Regions from separate parts of the Anas platyrhynchos genome. Here region 2 is linked to region 1. The links are chromatin contacts, called in public Hi-C maps. All regions are on one chromosome and are shown on one strand. The core of a region is the stretch at or near the end of the contact, and the rest is flanking DNA. Distances in the headings are between cores, read along the strand shown.

The links. A called contact is a pair of places that touch in the nucleus more often than the background predicts.
Region 2: a Hi-C map of subcutaneous adipose tissue shows a contact between it and region 1, with 2.7 times the contacts expected there. The contact joins the enhancer-like site here to the promoter of SEMA3D in region 1. A contact is called at or near these places in 5 of 8 Hi-C or Micro-C datasets (F1 follicle, F5 follicle, skeletal muscle and 1 more).

What each region holds. Positions count from the first base shown.
Region 1 is chr1:8,658,734-8,664,970 of IASCAAS_PekinDuck_T2T, forward strand. SEMA3D (semaphorin 3D) reads left to right here and starts at 3,769. Exons shown (of 18, transcript XM_027460118.3): 1 at 3,769-4,039.
Region 2 is chr1:8,771,541-8,777,756 of IASCAAS_PekinDuck_T2T, forward strand. All of the region lies in intron 11 of SEMA3D (semaphorin 3D), which reads left to right. Among named protein-coding and RNA genes, the nearest start is that of SEMA3D, 110 kb to the left of the region's middle. Within about 2 kb of position 1,936, at least 1 of the 8 cell types and tissues checked has an H3K27ac peak or open chromatin away from gene starts, as enhancers often do. A contact at or near this core is called in subcutaneous adipose tissue, where this site is marked.

The DNA of each region.
Region 1 (6,237 bases), core at 2,519-5,018:
TATATATATATATATATATATATATATATATATCTGTTACATAGCCCCCTCCATCAATCAGCAGAAGATACATTATTGTCAGTGGTAATATGCCTGGTGTCTTCAGAAAACATTGATACAGATTTTTGGACAATGCTGAAGTCTGAATTCGACTGTATTGTAAGTGGAGGACCCAGCTTGCCCAAATGCCTACTCCTGATGTAGGTGCTTAGTGACCTAGTCCTCCCCAAGGAGACATTTGGTGGCTGAGTAACAAATATGGGTGCCTGAAGTTGAGTGGAAGAAGTAGGTTCTGCCCTCATCTGATTGACCACCTACTCCATCTTTCTACAGTATTCTCTGCTTGCAGGTGGAGCTGGCTGGCATATGAAGCACCTCCTTTACCACACAAGTTCATAATCCACCTGATAAATACATCAGGTCCTTTTTTTTTTTTTTTTCTTTTACTTTTTCTTTTTCTTTTTTTTCCCACTGACTTTATTATACATGCCAGGTAAAGATGTTCCATATTTTGTATTTCCATCTATGCATCTTGATCTGAGAATACTTTCAGGACATCCAGGTTTTTAAATGAACAGCCTATTTCTTGGTCTTGTTAGTAGAGAATGAAGACTTTCAGAAGATCACAACTTCCAAATGTATATATTTGGACATGAGTGACAGGATCTTCCCATGAAGGACCTCAAAGACACCAAATGCATAGAAGTTCAATCAGAAGAGATTCACTAAATGCAATTTAGTGTTTTTTTTTGTTTTGTTTTGTTTTTGTTTTTTATCAAATTTAACAAATGTAAGCAATAATAATTTAAAGCATTGTGCAGTGCTACAGAAATTCCTATCACTGTTTGCAGGCGTACAGCACCCAGCATAACAATAAATGCCTACAGTGTGGCAGCATGCTGTGTCACGCTTCTCCTGAAGCCTTTACTAGGAGACCATGTATCTGCTTTGGCAATTTTCTTAGATGAAAACTGTTTTCTCTGCAATATGCCAGTTTGACATTACAGTAACTGGACAGTGTTCAAACTTATGATCAAGCAGAAAAAGAAGGGAATAGAAATTAACAAAAACAACTTACCACTCTTCCTAAATTTAATTATTTTCTAAATATCCATTTGGTCTCTTAATTCATGTTTGTACTACTGTTCAATGAGAGAAGGAAAAGGGAGATATCTGATGTTCAACTTCTGCTCTTTTATGAGCCACTCAGCCTTACAGGAAATCTGAACAGTTGCCCAGGGCACTGGGTGTGGAATTTGGTCTTAGGGGAGCCTCAAATAGTTATGAAAGAAAGAGAAAAAGAAAGTGAGAGAGAAAACACAGTTTTCAATTTCACATTTGTAAGAACCTGTTGAACACATCTTCCACCCAATTGTCCCTTTGGTAGGACAAATAATGTAAACATCATTGCCATCATTATAATCTTCACATCTTCAAAATATTGTAAAGAACTTTTCTCTTCCTATAAAAACTTTAGCTAATTTTGGTAAATTTGGCAGAAATTCCTATAACTTTCAGGGCACTTCTAACACCCTGTAAGGGGCAGATACAGCCCTGGTCAAAAAGGTCACTCAGAGAGTTTCCCAATATTGCTGTACTTACCTATATTAGGATTTTCTGAATAGTGATTTAAAATACAATGCCAAGAACTGTATTAACTAATCATTTAAAATGACATTGTTCAGATGGTGAATGTCTCCTCAGCCTGTGTCCATGGTATGACTTTGTGTAACCTTGTTGTACAGCCTTAATAATAGAATAAAAAGGCATGCTCATATCGTGCTCTCTGCACAGAAATTTTTCTTTCCGTTTTCATTCAGCAAATAGCCACAAGAGGGCATCTTTTTCTTGGTTTCTTCCGTTTCAATAAATTAAGAGCTTAATTATTTCCCAAATTCTTTTGTATAACTCTTGAACGATGAATTTTCTGCTATTTATTCCACTAAGAATATGTGTTTTTATGATCTGCAAGAAGGAAAAGCAGCTCTTAAAATAAAACTATTTCCAAAAAAGTTTTTTTACACTTCAGAGAAACTGCAAACACCTTCAACAAATGAGTGAAGGGGACATTCACACTGATTTCTTTTTCACTTGAGTCTGAAATATCTCCAGTATATGAAGCAAGCAGTATATTTCATACCTTTTTTTTTTTTTTTTTTTTTTTTTTTTAACCAGGATTTATGCTTTCAGAACACATCAAAGTTCAATTATGTTGTTTATTGAATGCTACAAAAATCAACAGGGATTTTCTTTCCATCAACCTGCTTCTCATTTTCTCTTTGCCGAACTCCTTTGGTGTAAAAAAGAAGTTAATAAAAAAGTGCCTGTGATAGTCAGTCAGGATCTAGAAACAAGGTGAAATGCAATAATTATTCCATAGGAATTTAAAACAAACTCTGCTCTGAACTGCATCCTACCTATCACAATGATAATTTTATCAAATCTAGGGGTTAAACCTGTGGAAAGTTTTGTTGATGACAATGTAATGAAATGGGAAAAACAGGAATTGAATCAGGCCTCCCTTTTGGAGGCCTTAAAACAGCAGTAATCAAAGGCAGCTATGGAACAACCTGTCTTTGAATTGCTCCATTTATTTTGTGGGCATATGAGGCACATGTAGACAAGCAGAGTCTGTGTATCTCTGTGTACAGAACTTACAAAAACAACAGGTTGGTACTGTAGTAACAAACTGTTAAAAAAAAAAATAGATAAAAACACGTAAAACCAGCTTTTGATGATTTTTTTAAAAAGATATTTAGATTCTACACTACACCGAGACCACCCATCTGACATGAATAGTAGGTGAGGATGAAGTCCTGATGCCATGGGTAATGCGGTGGAAACTCCAATATATTCCTCTGGACTTCTTTGATTCTGCTGTTATTTCATGGGAGCAACAGTTGGGGTCTGTTCTGCAACTGAGTCACCAGCTGAAGACTTTCAATCTGAGCTCTTCACTAAAGGAAATGCAGTTTTTGACAGAGCCGCAGTGTGTCATGTCTGGAAGGGTCTGATACTATCTGTGCCATGTGTTGAATGGCTCTCAGCCTGTGGGCAGAAAGGCTCTTCCTTGGGCAGCCACAGAAGGAAATGTGTTGGGGAGAAGGGTTTGGTGTGGGAGTGGGTTAGTCCAGGAGAGAATTTCTCTCTTAGGAAGTGGTGTGCAGCATGCGAAAGCTGGAGAACCACTGATGTAGCACATTCCATGGGCAAACAAAAATAAATGCGAAAGCAAATGTATCCCTGGCAGCTTTGCACATGGGCTTCCCATAAACGTGCACCAAACCCTAGCACTGGGCCACTGCCCAGCTCTTTTCTCCTTATCAGAGAGTGTGGCAAGCTTGCCTTTTTTTTTTTTTTTTTTAACGCCCAGTCTACCACCGAGTCACTTTCCCTGGCAGCAACGTGCCATGCGAATAAGGTGAGGACCTGAGGCTGCTTTAGACTTTGTAATCTGGACCAGCACCTGTGCAGGGCGCATGTAATATTAGGGAGAGATGCTCCTGTTGCAAACACACAGGGGATCCTGCAAGAGCAGGCAAGGTCTGTGGACCAGGGGAAAGTGCCACGAGTGCAGGGGCCTCGTGTGCCCGATCTCAGCGCAGTGGGCATGCTGCTGCCGTGTCCGTGGGTGCGCTGAGCTGCTTTTCACGGAGCAAAATGCCTCCCCGAATACCTCCCGGTGACCGGGGCTGTGCCCGGCTCCGGGAGCAGCAGCAGTGGGTGTGAGGCTGGGTTGGCTGACACACACCCACACGCACACACAGCCACACACACACACACACGCACGCCAAGCAGCCCATTTGCTGGAGGGGTGTGCATGTGCGTGCGAGGGAGTGGAAAGGGGTGGCGGGGATGGAGGAAGGGAAGCCAGGGGAAAGTCTGACACTCGGCGCAGAAGGAGCGAGACCCTCCGTCGCCGCCGGCGCCGCCGGGGAGGAGCTCGACTTTCTCGCAACGCCTCCCAAAACCCAGCCACCGGCCCCGGCCCCGCACCGGGCTCACCCCGCACCTCGCAGCCGCTCCGGCTCCCCGGCAGGTACCAGGCGGCCCCCGCGGGACCCCCGCCACTTTGCGCCGCGCTTTGCCTCCGAGGAAAGGGGTGGGGGGGGTGGGGGTGGGGGGGAGGGAAAGTGCATTGGGTCCCTCTCCCCACACACACAGATCCGTGCTCGTTCCCCTCCACTGGGGGCCACCTGCCCGGCTGTCATTCAGCAGCTGGGAGGCGCAGCAGGGATGCGGGGCATCCCCCGGCTCTGCCCCGGGAGAGCAAGCAGAAATGGAGTTTTGGGGTCGGGGCGAGGAGGTTGCAGTTTTGGGGAGCGGGGGTTGAAGGCTGCAGGTCTGGGTGCGGTGCGGAGGGAGGGAGAGGGTTGGGTCCCGCAGCACCGGCACCCTTCTGCTTCGTGTAGGTTTCTGGGGACGATGCAAAGGGCAGGGTGGGGATAGGTGGCTCATGTGCATCAGCCAAACTGTTGCTTGCTGGAAGGGTGGCAAAATCTCTTCTTCCCCGTGGAGTCCACCAGCTCTGCCATGAGCGCGACTCTGCTGGATGTGTCCATCACTTGAAGCAGCAGAGCACCTGGCTGGCCTGGGGTGCTCGGTGGAATGAGATTATTCCTCTTTGGCACAGACAACTCCTCTTTTGCTTTGTGCAATAACACAGAGGGGGGTAAAGCTTCTTGTTTTGCAGCGAATATTACAAAACGAAAGTTGTTGCTACCAGAAAGGAAACATTCCTAAGTGCTTTAGGTAATTGGTGACTGTACTGAAGAATCGTAAAACAGACACCTATGTTTCCTTTAATACAAACAAACAAACAAACAAACAAAACACCTTTGGTTTGAAATGGCAAAACTTGTCCGAGAACAATAGAGATCAATAGGGCAATCTGACCATCAGCAGAGAGCACTTTGCAGAGAAAGCAGCAGCTCAGCCCTGCATCTGTGGCTCTTGCAGAGGTCATGAAGATGCAGAGTACAACTTTTGCAAGGATTTTAGCATGCCACTTTCTCTTTTTTACTACTTGACTTGCTGATCTGTGTAATAGCTAGAGTGATTTGATTTTGCTGCTAACCATTAGTATGTGATTTACTATAATGTGAAATATTTTAATGGAGTTTTTCAAGCTCTCATTAGTATAGCTGATGTGACTTTCACCTGCCTTTATTTAGCTCATTTAGCTTACTACAGGCCTGATTCAGAAAAGCAGTGGTCATAGTTTCCTGCAAGGTGTGTAGGGGCCAAGGTCATTCCCAACTATCTTTCTGAACTGTCTTTCTGAAGAGGAGTTTGGGTATTTTAAACCATAATTATAGTCTTATTGCCAGACAGAGGTACCCAAATTCTGCAGATGTCATACCTCTTCTTTCTTAAAGTTTCCAAAACAAGTCCTGCTCAGCCTTGATCAGGCAGAGCAGCTTGGCTTCACTTTTATTTGAACTTTATTTTGGCTTGGACATCCAGACTAGCCTGAGATCCAGGAACTAAATTTACTTTCCATCTTCTTGCCACTGGATCAGTCCAACAGGGGTTCTCAGCGCTGGCTGAACAGAGTGGTAGACGCAGTGCTGAAGTACAGATATGTGCCTCCAAACCAGGCAGAGAGCTTGGAGCCCAAGTCTCCTGCAGAGTGCATGAAGGCTCTGCCCGTGGCATGCTTTAACCAGAAATGGAAATAGAAGCTTCACTAGAACCCTTTGCCATGTCTCAAAAGATAAGAATGACTGCTCACGGGACAGTCATCCCAGGAAGACAGAGGTGCCTTCAGTAGTTCTAAGTAAAGTGAATAAATCTCAGAAAGATGGCTGGGCGGGTAGCTGCAGTCAAAGTCCCTTGAAAGGCAATACCTGCTTTAGAGCCTCTTCTCAAGCACCAACCTCCACCTGCTTCTCTGCAGCTGTTGTGCTGACAGCCTATTTTAATTAAGCTAGAATATAAAATGGAAAATCATGTTGTGCACTGTGAAAGTGCCTTTTAAAGTGTTTGAGGATACTGCATTGTTACTACTTAGAGATTCAATAATGATAATCAGGCAAGTCAGCACTGTAAGCACCAATGTATTATGAAAAGCCAAGCCAAAAAATGAAACACTCCCCCAAAATCCTGCCCTTACTTAGGTCCTATCAGGAGAGGTATGATCAGCCTCTCTTTCCCTGTTCTATCGCAGAACAAGTGGAGGTGTAACTGTCCCACAAAGTCAGGATTTTTATGGTTTAATTTGCAGAAGGTAATAAT
Region 2 (6,216 bases), core at 686-3,185, 110 kb after region 1:
CAGTGATTTAAGAATAAGACAGATACTATCCAGGACATCTTTACATTATCTTGGTCTGGTATTCATTGAATTCTAGTATTCATTAGTACTAGAGAGCTGCATAAATCTAGCCAAATACTGAGCTACTGAGGTTGGACTGCTGCTCCTACCTTGCCTAGAAGTCACCTGGTTGTCCCTACACTATTTCTCTGACATCTGCATTGGTGTAACCGTTGCTTCAAGCCATATTATCTTGCTCATTTACCTCTTTCTTTTTTTTTTTTTTTCCACACTCTTTCTTGTATCTTTGTGTTTTCTTCATCATCCAGTGGATCCAGTGGATCCAACTGTTTGGTCCATTACCTTGCTCCCTGTTGCATTTGGTCATCTTTAGCTTCAGCAGGTCATGCCATGTGCTCTGATTATCTCCTCTCAGAACTGTAGGCGGGTGGGAAAGGAAAGCTTTCCATAAACAGTAAGGCAGCTCCAGCCTAAGATCTGCGCTGCTGGAGCAAATAAGCTCCTAATTTAGACACTGCAGGATTACACATCTCTCTCTCATGCAGAATATATGGTGCCCCCAGAAAAGAAGACTACATTTAATTCTTTTACTATTATTATTATTTTAGCATGCGCAGCTCTGGTTAAGAAGTGCAGATACGTTTAGTTTTAAGTACAAAAATGGTGCCTGTGAGAACAATAGCTGGTCCCATGGTATCTAAAGAGATTAAAATAACTCTCTTGAAAACCTCACAGTGCCCCATAAGGATGAACACTCTGCACAGATAGATGGGTCATAAGCTCATTGCATTTTTGAGTGTATTAGCCATCACATGGTTGAGCTGGGATTCACAAGGAAGGAAACATGTCAAGCTGAAGCATGTCAATGCTGATCTTTATCACTGATTTGAATATCTATACTCAAAAGTATTTTAAAAGTTGGAAAGTTTAAAGTAAATGGATATTTTCCATGAGCAACCCCTTCACTCTCTAACTGCTTCCTTTAAACACCTGATAACAGCCGTGAGAAAATGGTCTGGTAAAAATCCTTAGGAACTCTGTACCCAGTGGATTTCTGTAGGAGTTTGTCTGATCAGGAGCTGAGAAGGGAAGTGGAATTTTACTGAAGAAAGTTCTCTAAAGGGAGATATCTGTAATATTTACTATGTAGATAAGGTAAACATATTGCTGCATACTTATTTATCATTAGTCTTACAGAGCTGGAATAGGCTTGGATTACAACATACTTCGGGCTTGGTAGTTTAAAATAGAGTACCCAAATAAGAGGTGGATTCACACCTTGCTCTAATCCTGAAGTGGACTAGGCCAAATTTCTGGATCTGAGCAGATTTAGGGTGGGATCTGGAAGGGCAGTGCAGGGCTCAAAGACAAGGAAAAGAAGCAGCATGTTACATGCCCACAGAATGCTGCAGTGTGTCTGTATGCTGAAATGTTCTTCTATAAAGATTAATTTCACCATTTCTTGCCAACTATGGGGTGATTCAGGAATGCACAGAACAAAGCCAAAGAGGGATAATCTGTCCAGTTTTTAGTTACTAGAGCATTTTTGAAATTTAAGCTGTACTTAAGTGTTGCATAAAGCTTAGCATAGCCAAAACTGCCCTAATCTTATATTTCTTATATTTTAAGTTATTGGCAAAGTCTAAAAATGGCAGTACTAGGAAATCCATTTACTTTGATGTTTGTCTTTGCGAGAGGCATTGACTTCCTTTTCAGCATTTACACAGAAGCAAGAGACTGCTTACCCTAACTTAACTTTTTGCTCAGCTGCCTTTATCTCCTAAGTAAATAAAGCTGTTCACTATAGAGGCTGTGACCGCTTTGATATTGAAATTTTGACAAAATGCTTCCTGTGGCAATTTGTGTTGGAGATAAACTCCCAGCATGACCATGATATCATACCTTGGCAATGCTGAGCATCATGAGGGCGATGCAGTGGGGTCTGCCTGCCCTCTGGCGTCCTGCGAGACCCTGGCCAGGCTGACTTGTGATCAGATGCTGCAAAGCATGCAGCATTTCTACTCCAATTTCTCCCAGCAGTATTAAAGAGCAAGTGGAAATGGTGGAAATTAAATGGAAGCAAGGCTTGAAATCTATTTCAGTTTGGAAGATGAAGGAAAAAAAAAAAAAGAAAAAAAAAAAGAGAGAGAGGAGAATCAAGCAGCAGGCAGCCTGGTACAAAGGGCTATTTGAAAACCAAGAAAGCTTTTTCTTTTTCTTCTTTAGATGCCTAAACAATTGGACTTGCATATCTGCAGCTGCCCCCAGATAACAAGTCCAGTTTTCTTCCAGTCTTTTAGGGTTTCATCCAGAAAATTATCCTTTGATAAAGAAATCCTCAAGGACTTCCTTTAAAATGTATTCTGTGTTCTGAACCAGAATTTTCATAATGCCCTCCTAGTAATCACAGAAGACTTTTGAACAAGATTTATCTGTGAATTAGAAGAAAACAGCAGTTCTAGTTTATTTATATAACTGTAACTATTGCACCGAGACCAGCTTTTGAGAGGAACATCAGTGTTTAAAGATGCAGATTAATACATAGTCTGGTATGTCATAGGGCCCAGGTATTTAACTGCTATTCAAAGCGAAACTGAATACAATGTATCTAGATTTCTAGATCAGCAAAGCATATTGCAGTTTAATTGACTTCTTTGCTACAAGAAACAGCCCAGCACAGAAGTCACTGCTTTTCTCCATTTGTGGTGTTATATCTCACCTCTTTCCACTCCAGATCTGAATACCAATATATGGTTCTGAGCTTCTGTATTCTTTATGGTTCTCTCTCTCTCTTTCTTTCTCTCTCTTTTTTTTTTTTTTTTTTTTTTTTTTTTCTAATAAGTTCCTTTACCCTCAGATCTTTCTGTGATCTTCCTCAATTTTTCTTTTCTTTCTCAGTTGGTTTTTCTTCCTTTCTTTAGTGAAATCCCTTTATTTCTTCTGCTAATACATTGCAAAGCCTCATTGAGATGTGGTGTCCATCCCATTGTGACTTGGCTGAGCCACAGAGAAATACTGTCTGGCAAAAGCCTCCTCCTGTCCTCACGTCTGGTTAATTTTCCTGCTTTAATAAGCATGTTCATAAAACACTGAGGGTTGCACAGGTTTCCTTTGTTATTTTTAGACTTATCTTTCTCTTTACCTGATCTTTTATGGGATAGGCTGCATTCTTTGCTTCTCCAATTCCTCTCTCCTTTGATCTTCCCACTGTAAATGGGGCTGCTTAATTAAGTGAAATGTTTCACTTTATAGGTTTATTTTCCTGAGAAAGCCTCCCCCACCTTCTCCTACGTACCAACATGTTCTCCCCAACATGAATCACCTCTCAATTCATAGCAGCCTTTCAAAAGGCTGCGAACCCAGTCACCTTTCCAGTGTGCTGAGGTCGGCAGAAAATTGCAAAGTGCCACATACAAAGTCAAGTTCACTCACCTAGCTGATCTCAGATTGTTAACCTCACATTAATGTTCACTTATGTCAGCCTTTGCTAACAGCAACACAGGTGTGTTAAATGGAAAAGCAATACAAGGGGTTCAAGACAGACATTAGAACAAACCTTATACATCGAGTGGAATACAGTCTATAGCTAAAAAAATTAATAATAAAAAAATAAAAATGTTAGGGATCCTATTTGTGTGAGTGTGCATGTGTTTGTGTGTGTGTGCGTATTTAGGGGGGTGTAGTGAGATTAGACGTTGATTTAATTTAAAATTTTGGCTGTATCTGTGTCCAGCAGAACCTAACTCAATATGCTGTCCCCCATCTTCTTTCAGGCTTAAGCTGCAAGGTTGTTGTGAACATCTTTACAAGATGGACAGTCACAGTATGTTCATCCTCTAGAGAAACACTAAAGTTTCAGAGGGGCGTGTCCAAATGTAAAATGTATTGTGAAGCTCTGATCAGACTACAGAAAAGAAGCCAAACCATATTTAGGATACTCAGGAATTGAAGTTCCTTCTCCAGAACAGATTATTACGGAGTCCCTTCCAGCACATTAAGTGCTTAAGCCCCAAGAGTCATCTCTTGGCTGTCATGTAAATCACAGAATATCCAAAAATATAAGTACCCAATATCCTAAGGTTCTTCTGGGCATCATACCAGTTCCTCAGTGCTACATCTCAGTGGCTCAGTCCTCAGAACCTGCATTTCTCATTAAACTTATATGCACATAAAATTCAGTTTGTTGGGTGGGTAGAGGATCCCCTTTTAACACAGAAGTGACTAGCTGTAGGTATTTTTTGTGTTTCTCTGCTTTTTTCTTGATGGTTCACTGATAATGGAACTCATTTGGAGTTTGGAAAGCTCTACCTTGCACAGCAGGAGAATGCTGATTATACAGCCATATTAACTCCTACGTAGTTAAACATTAATTTACTGAGAGCTTGAGCGAAAAGGACAGCGTCAGTATTAGCGCCTGGCTGCAGTTAGTACATTCCCTCCGAGGGAGGGTCTGGTTCTCTAGTTCTTGCTAGAGAACCTAGCAAGAGTAATATAAAATAGAGAGCTTTCCAGTGGAAAACAGATCTTCTCCATTCCTGCTTAACATCTAAGCAATATTCTTTCTACTCTTGGCTAAGCTGAGACCTAATTATCCCATGAAAAGTGAAAACACTTTCAAACAGGAAGGAGGGGGGAGCTCCCAGAATGGCTCTGGTCCATGTGTCTAGAACAAATGGACACCTCTACCAGAAGGGAAGCCCAGGCTAAGGCATCTAATCCCCCAAAATGAGAGAGATTTAAGTAGTATTCCATTCTTTCATGTTTCACACTGGCTACTTGAGATGATCCCATGAGAGTGCCTTGCTGGTCTGGTGCTTAGTACTGCTTGTGAAATGCATGAAAATTTCCAGCCTGGATATTGCAAGATCTCCCCAGCAGATGCCTGCTTCAGTCACTGTTATCAAGTCCCCAAATTTGCACCTAGCCTATGTGTTTGAATCTCATTGTTAAGTGGGTCTAAGGGTAAATGTGACAAGTCTCTTTTAAAACGAGGTTTTTGACACATTTGAAATTGAAACTCTTGTAGTTCATAGGGAGCATCATTGTATTTTAAAATGATCAGCAGACAACAGCACTGCTGAATTAAAGATACATAATAAAATGAAAAGGATTTTTTTTTTACATACCTTAAATTAAAATTCCCAAATAATTGTCGCAGTTTTAATAGGTGTTAGATCCAGCAGCTCTTACTGACTTCACTGGCTGGTGTAAAGCACTATGATTTTGGCAAATTGGATGTTTATTTAGGAGTCTTACTTCTGGCACCAGCTTTTAAAAATCTTGGCCAGGGTTCCCATATAATGTTAACACAGTCACACCATACATCTTAGTATTGTGTGAGATCTACACGTCCAGCACTCTACTAAGTTGTAAATTTAATAAAATGAGAGGAAAAAAGGAAAAAAAAAAAAAAAAAGAAAAAAAAAAGAGAGAGAGAGAGAGAGAGAGACGTGCAGTATTGCTAACTTAAAGCCTACTTGCTTTTATTTGAGAGATTAGCCTTAATTTACCAATTCATGATTGCATTTGGATACAAATAAAAGACGAGGGAATAAGTAAGTATTTTTGCAGATCACCTGGGCTTAGGACTTGGTCCAGGGTCAAAGTGAGCTCATACTGAAGACACTGGAAAGGCTTTAAGTTACTACTGAATTGATTCTTTAAAAGTTCATATAGGGGTATATAGAATGATTGAATAGAGATACTCAACAATTCTAACTCTGTTTCTGTTTTGGAGGCTTGTTTTTGTCTTTTACTTTTCACTTCTGAACATTTAGATAAAGATACCATTTATGACAGTGAACACCTGAAAACTTTGAAGAATAAATTACATGGTGAATATGTTTCCTGCAAGATTCCTACCTAGCAGTACTAATTTTACTAATTTAATTTTTCTTGACTTCATCTATCTAAAAGAAAAGCATCTAATCTGAGCTAGTTGTTTAGACTTCTCTATCAGAAGGAAAGAGACAGTCCGCAGCTCAAACACGGCCAAGATAATTTAGGTCAGGTGAGATGAATCCCATGTCTGTTGCAAAAGCAGAAGCCAATGAGATAGCATAATGATGATACTCTAAGAACTTTTATGGAGCCAGACTCTCTTGTAGACCACATGAAACATCCCTGGCAGTGTATTCCTGTGACATTTGATATAAATGCAAATCTTTTATTGTCTCCAGTGGAAGATGTCACATATCTGAAACAGCATCTGGTGTT